2 separate regions of the Mus musculus genome follow, and region 1 is linked to region 2. Evidence: chromatin contacts called from public promoter capture Hi-C data. All regions are on one chromosome and are shown on one strand. The core of a region is the stretch at or near the end of the contact, and the rest is flanking DNA. Distances in the headings are between cores, read along the strand shown. Region 1 holds the start of Rrp7a (ribosomal RNA processing 7 homolog A (S. cerevisiae)). Region 2 holds the start of Cenpm (centromere protein M).

Region 1 (4,282 bases), core at 937-3,436, 880 kb after region 2:
GAGAATAGCCAGTGCCCTTAACTGCAGAGCCATCTCTCCAGCCCCAGTCTTGAACTTCTGATCTTCCTGTCCTCAAAATCTGATTTATGTGGTCCTGGGGACTGAACCCAGGGCTTCATAATATTAGGCCAGCACTCTGCCACTGAACTACACCATAATAATAATAATAATAATAATAATAATAATAATAATAAAAAATCCCATCAGGCACCGTGATTCATAGCTGAAATCCCAGAACTCATGGGATGTGTTGTGTCCATGTATGTGGGGTAGATATCTAGGAGTTCGAAGCCAGCCTTGACTACACAATGACTTCCAGGATAGCCAGGGCTACTACATTAGGAGACCAAGAAATAAAGAAAAAAAGGGGGTGGAGTGGGGCGAATCATCTCAAACTTAGCAAATCATGTCTCCTGTCATTTACATAATATGTAAGTCTGAGATGTAGAGAGCTGGCCTCTTTTGGAAATGCCCTGGGCTCTATCTCCAATACAACAAGTAAATAAACCTTTAAAAAAAATTTTTTTGAGCTTTTTCTGGTTTCTCTGGTTAGCCCTCACTGTCCTGGAACTCGCTCTGTAGACCACCAGGCTGGCCTCAAACTCAGAGATCCAAACTTGCCTCTGCTTCTGAGTGCTGGGATTAAAGCCGTGTGGTGGCACAGGCATGCAATCCCAGAATTCCAGAGGTAAAGGCAGAGGATCATGAGTGCAAGGCCAGCCTCACCTACACAGTGAGTAGGAAGCCAGCTCATGCTGCAAGAGACCCCGTCTGAAACAGAACTACAAATGTCATGCTTTCTGTAAAAAATTAATAAGTATGTCTAGAAAGAACTGCAGTGATTACTGTTAGACTTGTCTTTTAAAAATGAAAAACTAACAGACAAACAAATAAAATAATGGTTGGAAGGATAATTTCCAAACCAGGTGTGACCACTCATAACTGTAATGAGTTGAGACGGGGAGGGTGGGGAAGTACAGCAAGTTCGAGGCCAGCCTGAGCCTCAGGAAGTTCTGAACAGCCCAGGGAGAGGGGGACCCTGCCTAGACGGCGGCAGGGAGAAAAAAAAAAAAACAAAACATATTTTTATTCTGAAACTCCCAGTCTTTCAACATCCTCCACTGAGGGTTTTGTAGGAATTTCCATCTGACCACCAGGATTCTGTAGGGCCCGTGGCAAGCCCCCATTCACAACCCACTGGTCTACCAGACTCTTACCTGTGTGCAGTACGGGGGCACATTAAGGATAAAAAGGGTTCGATCGGGAGGCCATGTGGACTGGGTGCCTTGGCGAACTCGGTGCTGTCTCATGTAGAGGTAATGAGGAGCCTGCTGCTTTGCCGAGAACTTGACTGGAACAGCTAACAGGGGAAACGAGCGCAGGAGAGTTTGGGGTACCCTGAAAGGAGGTCTGTGTCTATGCCACCCAAGTTCCAATTCACTATGTCTCTTTCTAGCTCCATCGGCCCGCCTGTTCATCCACCCATCCACGGGAAGCTGGAGGGAAATGTATTCGGATAATCACCGCAGGAGGCTGAGGGGGCGGGCACAGTGTTGCGTTCTCGGAGCATCCGCTGTCTGACATCATCAGCCCCCCCCCCCCCCCCCCATAGCATGGGCTGCTCTGCTTGGCACACCAACTCTCTTCCCTCCACCCATTCTTCGTTTAGGGCTAACTCCCCCCCCCCCACCCCTCCTGCCGACTTAGCCCCACCTTCCCAGTTAAGTCTACACCAGTGGGATGCGAATCTCGGGGCTGGGAGGGCGACAGCTGCGGAAGCGCTTGTTAAAGAACGAGACACGAGCAGAACAGCGGATAACTAGCTTCTGAGGACGACGAAGCTGCAACGCTGGGCCTAGGACGCCTGGCGCCGCCTGGAGGAACCGCGCCCGAGCCCAAGGCCTTTCGGAGGAACAGCCGCGGAATCAGCACCCAGAGTCGGGGCGGCGGGGTCCTGCACCCCGATACCTGACGAGTTGCCAGGGCCTCTGCCACCTGCAAGCCACCTTCCCGCAAAATGGTGGGTCCCTGGCCCTCAGCTGCTCACCTGAATACCCCGGTGGGCTCGGTATGCTCTCCTCGTGGCCGCCAGCCTTCCGTTTCTTCCTGCGAGACACCATCTTGGCCAACTGGGAGCGCAGAGACGGCTGGGAGTTCCGTGTTCCGGCGCCGCTGCGTTTCCACGACGACGGCGTCACGCGGGGCCCCGCCCTCTCAGCCCTAGGCCCGCCTCCCGGGATCTTGCCCGGCCCTAAGATTTAGCCTTCCCTGTCCTATTGGGAAGTAGAGGGAGGCTGGAGCAATAAATGGAAAGAGCACTGGCTGCTCTTCCAGAGGATAGGGGTTCGTTTCCGATCACTCAAAAATTATCTGGAACCCAGTTCCAGGACACGTGGTGCACAGGCACACTCAACACATAATTTTTGTTTGTTTTTCGAGACAGGGTTTCTCTGTGTAGTTCTGACTGTCCTCACTCTAGACCAGGCTGGCCTCGAACTCAGAAATCCGCCTGCCTCTACCTCCCAAGTGCTGGGATTAAAGGCGTGTGCCACCACTGCCCGACTATAATTTTTTTTTTTCTTTGAGACAGGGTTTCTTTGTATAGCCATGGCTGTCCTGGAACTTTCTCTGTAGACCAGGCTGGCCTCGAACTCAGAAATCTGCCTGCCTCTGCCTCCCGAGTGCTGGGATTAAAGGCGTGTGCCACCACTGCCTGGCTTATTTGAGATTTTTTTTTTAAAGATTTATTTATTATTTTACATAAGTACACTGTAGCTGTCTTCAGACATACCAGAAGAGGGTGACAGATCTCATTACGGATGGTTGTGAGCCACCATGTGGTTGCTGGGATTTGAACTCAGGACCTCTGGAAGAGCAGTCAGTGCTCTTACCCGCTGAGCCATCTCACCAGCCCCCGACTATAAATTTTTAAAAAATAAATAGCATTCCGTATAAATCGTGGTGCAACTGGGATTTTGTGCAGTGAGATGCCATGAACAGTCAGTCTCTTTAGTTGAGAGAGCAAGGGGCTGAGAGGCCTGGGGTTGAAACTGTAAACAAAGAGTACTTGCTGGCAAGCCTGACATCTTGAATTACATCCATGGAAGATGAGAATTGTTTTCAGCAAGTTATCCTTTGACCTCCACACCCACTCCATGGCTTATGCCTCATGGCATGAGCTCTCTCCCTCAAGAAAATACTGTGTGTGTGCTGAGACAGGATTTCACCATGTAGCCTGGGCTGACCTGAGGCTAGCTATGTAGACTAGGCTGGGTTCAGTTTCACATGAGATCTGTCTGCCTCTGTCTCCTCCAGTGCTGGGATTAAAGGTGGACACTGCCACACATCACCCATGCTTGGCAGATTTTTTAAATTTTTACAAACTGAAGTGAGCCCAAATAAACTTTATCCATCTGGGCATGGCTTTAATCCTGGCTGAAGCAGGAGGATACTTGTGTGTTCATTAGGGTTACCGTTGCTGTGATGACACACGACTAAGAAGTAATGTGGGGAGGAAGGCTTTATTTCCAGTTTCATGAAACAGTTCATTAGAAGCAGCGAGAGCAGTAACTCCAGCAGGTCAGGAACCCTGAGGCAGGGGCTGATGAAACGTACTGACTTGCTTCTCGTAGTTTGCTCCATTGGATTTCTTAGAGACCCCAGGACCACCAGCCCAGGGAGGGCCCCACCCACAATGAGCAGGGCCTTCCCCCAACTAATCACTTATTAAGAAGATGCTGGCTCCCTACAGCTGGAACTCAGAGACATTTTTTCAGTTGCGGTTCCCTCCTTTCAGGTGACTTGCTAGTGTCAAGTTGACATATAAGTAGGTGTGAGGCCTGGTTTGCAGGAACAAGGGAGCTGTTGTCTCACTCTGGAGAACTTAAACTCCCAGGAATACTTTACAGTGTACAGGTGATCTGTGGCATCAGGAAAGTAGCTACTTGCTGACAGGGATAGAATAGTACTTGGAAAGGGACAGCCTGAGAAACCTTCCGCTGCAGCCCAGCCATGTGCTCAGAGGCTGTCATTGTGAGGTGGAAAGAGACACCTTCAACTCTGCACCCGCAAGAGCACTCCCAGCTAGCAAAGAAAGGGATTTCCTGCTCCCAGACAACTGCCTAGAAGTTTACCTTCCACACAGAAGCTGCTGCTACTGTGCTGGGAGGGACCAGAACCCCGTCAAGCTGGCCAGACCTGGCATTCTCGTGGTACTGGTGTATGTGACAAAGCTGGAAGGAGGCAAGGCTCATTCCACAGCGTAACCTTTATGGTGAAGCCT
Region 2 (4,173 bases), core at 1,636-4,135:
GCAGAGGCAGGTGGATTTCTGCGTTTGAGGCCAGCCTGGTCTACAGAGTGAGTTCCAGGACAGCCAGGGCAATACAGAACCCCCTCAGCCCTCCCCCTGCCCCAAACCCAAAACACCCTCTTAGATTATATTTCAAGGAGTACCAACCAAAAGTATAACATTCATTTTTTAAAAAGTCATACTTTTTCAAAGATACATATTTTAGACATGAGCCCATATGTGCCTCATACCAAACGGATTATGCAGCCCTGGTGTGGCCTCTATTTTCTTAGTTGAAGTTAATCTTTGAACCCCTGATCCTTTTGCCTCTACCTCCTGTGCTGGAATTACAGGCTTGTGCTACCATGCCTACAAAAAAAAAATTACATAAAATATACATTGCCCTCTTCTGGCTTCTTTGGTAGCTAGAATTACAAGCACACTGTTCAAGAAAAAAATGAAGCCGGGCGGTGGTGGCGCACGCCTTTAATCCCAGCACTTGGGAGGCAGAGGCAGGCAGATTTCTGAGTTCGAGGCCAGCCTGGTCTACAGAGTGAGTTCCAGGGCAGCCAGGGCTATACAGAGAAACCCTGTCTCTGAAAAAAAAAAAAAAAAAAAGAAAAGAAAAGAAAAAAAATGAATTTTCAAAAATCCTGTTCTACTTCTGAGTTATGAGATTGGGCTGGGGTTAATGAATCCCATATTTTCAAGCCTAAAAGCTTGATGAGGTTAGAAAAATACACAGCAACTACTGTTCTTCCACATTTGGGGGCACTAAAGAATTCTCAGGGGGCTGGTGAGACGGCTCAGTGGGTAAGAGCACCCGACTGCTCTTCCGAAGGTTCGAAGTTCAAATCCCAGCAACCACATGGTGGCTCACAACCACCCGTAATGAGATCTGATGCCCTCTTCTAGTGTGTCTGAAGACAGCTACAGTGTACTTACATATAATAATAAATAAATAAATCTTAAAAAAAAAAAAGAATTCTCAGAATGTTGCTGCAGGTATCCCATGCCAGACCCTCCTGCCACCAGCGAACCTTTCGGAGCCTTGCCACTTTCTATGTCACTTCCCTGGGCTAGCTCACTAAGCCTTCCTCAGACATCCTTGCCTTACACTCGTACCAGCCTGAGACATCTTCAGCATCTCTCGGATCATGAATTAAGCAGATTAAACCCAAGTGTTACTAACAGAGCATCTCCTCTGTGCTAGTTACTGCTTAAGGCCTCGAGGATTCACCAGTGAACCAGAGTCAAAATCTCTGTCCTTAGAAGCCGATTGTGTGTGGTTTGGGGGTGGGGATCAGAGGCCTTCTTTTATTGTGTTGGTTTGTCTTATGCAGCCCAGGCTGGCCTGGAACTCGGTATGTAACAGAGAATGGCCTGGAGCCTCCTGCCTTCGCCTTATAAAGCTGTGGTTACAAATGTGTCCTTGTGTTGGCCTGGAGATAAACGGTGTTTATTTTCTACTCCCCTGGGGTTCTGGTCACCTTGTTATAGTTACTTTTAATTGTCAATTGGACACAACCTAGAGTCAGTCATCTTGGGGAGTCTCAACTTTCTAGATGCCTTGTAATGTTTTTAAATATTTATTTTATGTGTGAGTACTCTATCTGCATGCACCTGTAGAGGGCAACGGACCCCATTACAGATGGTTGTGAGCCACCATGTAGTTGCTGGAATTGAACTCAGGACTTCTGTGAGAGTAGACAGTGCTCTTAACCGCTGACCATCTCTCCAGCCTTCGTTTGTAATTTCTTAATTGGACTGAGGTAGGAAGGCCCACTACAAGTGGCACAATCCCCTAGGGAAGGATTCTGAGTTGTCTTCAGTGTGGAGAAAGCCAGATAAAAACTTGCAAGCATGTGCTTGTTCGTTGCTTCCTCTTGACTGTGGATATACAGTGACCAAGTGCTTCAAATTCCAGCAGCAATGACTTCTGCAGCAAGGAGCGAGCCAAACATGTCCTTTCTCCCTGAAGCTGCTTTTGTCGGGGTATTTTATCACAGCAAGAGGAGAAAGAAAGGAAACCAAAACACACCTCCCCCGTTGTTTTTACATGCTGACGTCTAAACTCTGAGCCTTGTCAATGAGAAAATACGCAACCCGTGAGTGTGTTTTTGGCGTGCGTTATGAGCTATGAACATTTGCAGAGACCAGTAAAGGAGCCAACTCGGCAACCATAGGCAGGATCACGGAGGACTGATGACAGCTAGGAGCGGGACCCTCTCTCCTGCAGGCTCCCGTCCCTCATGTTAGCCCAGAGTTCAGGCTACAATCTCAGCAACTTACACCCTCAGCTCGGACGCACAGTCATCTTTGAGCATCGACTCCGCCAGCTGCTGCAGAAGCGCATCCTCGGTGCTCACCAGCTGCGAAGGGAGAGAACCAGGCAGATGGAGATCCGAGCAGGGCGGCTCCTTTGGAGGGCCCCGCACTCCGAATCCCTCCTGGGGGTACACACTCAGCTAGAGGCGGCTCGGAGGGAGCCATTTCCTCAGAAGAGGAGCCCTAAGGAGCCATCCACGGAGGGGGACCGCCCGGCCTCCTCCTCGAAACGCGGGAAAGCCACGTTCGAACTGGAACGCCCACTCAGCCGGTGGTAAAATCAGCCGCGCGCCTATTGGTGGAGGCGTCCCTCAGCCTCGCGAGCCGCCGCTCCGATTGGTCCAGAGTAACGCGCCCGTCCGCCCGCCCCCCGCTGTCGGAGCGCGCTGAGGCTGAGGAAGGGCACCGGCTTTGGCTGCGGGGAAGCCGGTCCAGGGGCGCTGCCCGCACCTACCAAGACGGTAGCCCTGTTCAGGTCGGGCAGCTTGTCCATCGACCTCAGCACCGACATCTCAGCGGCAGCAGCGCCACTCGGCTCAGCGCATGGCGCTTTCAAACCGTCGCAAGGCCCGCCTCTCTAGTGGGCGGGGCGCGGTACGCATGTCCGGGCGGGGCTTTCTGAGCCGCCACTTTTAAAAGCAACCGCCACTCTTTTTTGTTTGTTTGTTTGTTTGTTTTTCCTTCGAGACATGATTTCTCTGTATAGCTCTGGCTGTCCTGCTGGGATTAAAGGCGTGCGCCACCACGCCTGGCAGGAACCGCCACTCTTAAAAGAGCCTGTTCTGTCTCTGCCCCTACTCCCCACTCCCAAGATTTATTTTTTTAAAGATTTATTTATTACATATAAGTACACTGTAGCTGTCTTCAGACACACCAGAAGTGGGTATCAGATCTCATTACGGATGGTTGTGAGCCACCATGTGGTTGCTGGGATTTGAACTCAGGACCTTCAGAAGAGCAGTCAATGCTCTTAACCTCTGCGCCATCTCGCCAGCCCCCCAAGATTTATTTTTAATTACGTGCAAATGTGTGTGTGTGCGCGCACGCGGACTCATGTGAGTGGAGGCGGCTGTAGAATTCAGAAGAGGGAGTCAGAGTCTCTGGAACTGCATTTAGAGGCAGTTCTGAACCACTTGACATGATGGGTATTTGGTTCCCATTGGAAGCAAATTCAGGTGCCATGTTAATTGCTGAGCCATCTCTCCAGTCAGCCTCTACTATCTTCGTTCTACAAAAAGATTTATTGCATTTAAAAAAAAAGATTTTCAATTTAATTTAAAATTTTTTTCTTTTATGGGTACGGGTGTTCTTGCCTGCATGTGCACCATGTGCACAATGCCCCCCCCCCTCCCCCCAAGAGGTTGTCAGTTAACCTTGAAACAAGTTACAGACTGTTGTGAGCTGCCATGTGGATACTCTGAATCCAACCTGGGTCCAAGAGCAGCCAGTACTCTTAATGGTTGGTTGTTCAGATAAGTACAGCCTGTTTCCCCACATGTCTATTCCCAAGGCTGTGATCTCTTTCTCCCTTGGTCTTGGGACTCCTCCCCTCCCGCAAGTACCAGGATTAGGGGCCTGAAAGGTACAAATGTATGAGTCCGGGATTCACTGAAGAATGGTACCCGGGATTCAATAGTATGTAAACACAGAGTGTTTTATTCTGCAGAAGTCTAGCATGCTGGGGTCTCCCATTACCAGAATAGAGAGACAACCAAGTAAGTTTGAAGGCCTGAGATTTAAAGCACAAGATATAGGTAGGTAACCTATATCTTGGTCCATCTCCACGGTCATTCCATTACCAGGGAATGGGGCTGGAAAGTGAGGTCTAGAAACTGTGGCTGAGGAAGTAGCTGAGGAAATCTGGAA

What was found. Promoter capture Hi-C pulls out the DNA fragments that hold promoters and counts their contacts.
Region 1: a contact with region 2 is called in a promoter capture Hi-C map of embryonic stem cells, with 3 times the contacts expected there. The contact joins the promoter of Rrp7a here to the promoter of Cenpm in region 2. A contact is called at or near these places in 13 of 39 promoter capture datasets (the 3T3-L1 cell line, the C10 cell line, the HPC-7 cell line and 7 more), 10 of 115 datasets of contacts at active chromatin or transcription factors (VIP interneurons, acute myeloid leukemia, embryonic forebrain and 4 more) and 1 of 9 other capture datasets (embryonic stem cells).

What each region holds. Positions count from the first base shown.
Region 1 is chr15:83,120,615-83,124,896 of GRCm38.p6, forward strand. It overlaps Rrp7a (ribosomal RNA processing 7 homolog A (S. cerevisiae)), which reads right to left and starts at 2,187. Exons shown (of 7, transcript NM_029101.4): 1 at 2,048-2,187; 2 at 1,218-1,360. The coding sequence starts at 2,120.
Region 2 is chr15:82,241,862-82,246,034 of GRCm38.p6, forward strand. It overlaps Cenpm (centromere protein M), which reads right to left and starts at 2,886. Exons shown (of 6, transcript NM_025639.4): 1 at 2,762-2,886; 2 at 2,272-2,351. The coding sequence starts at 2,818.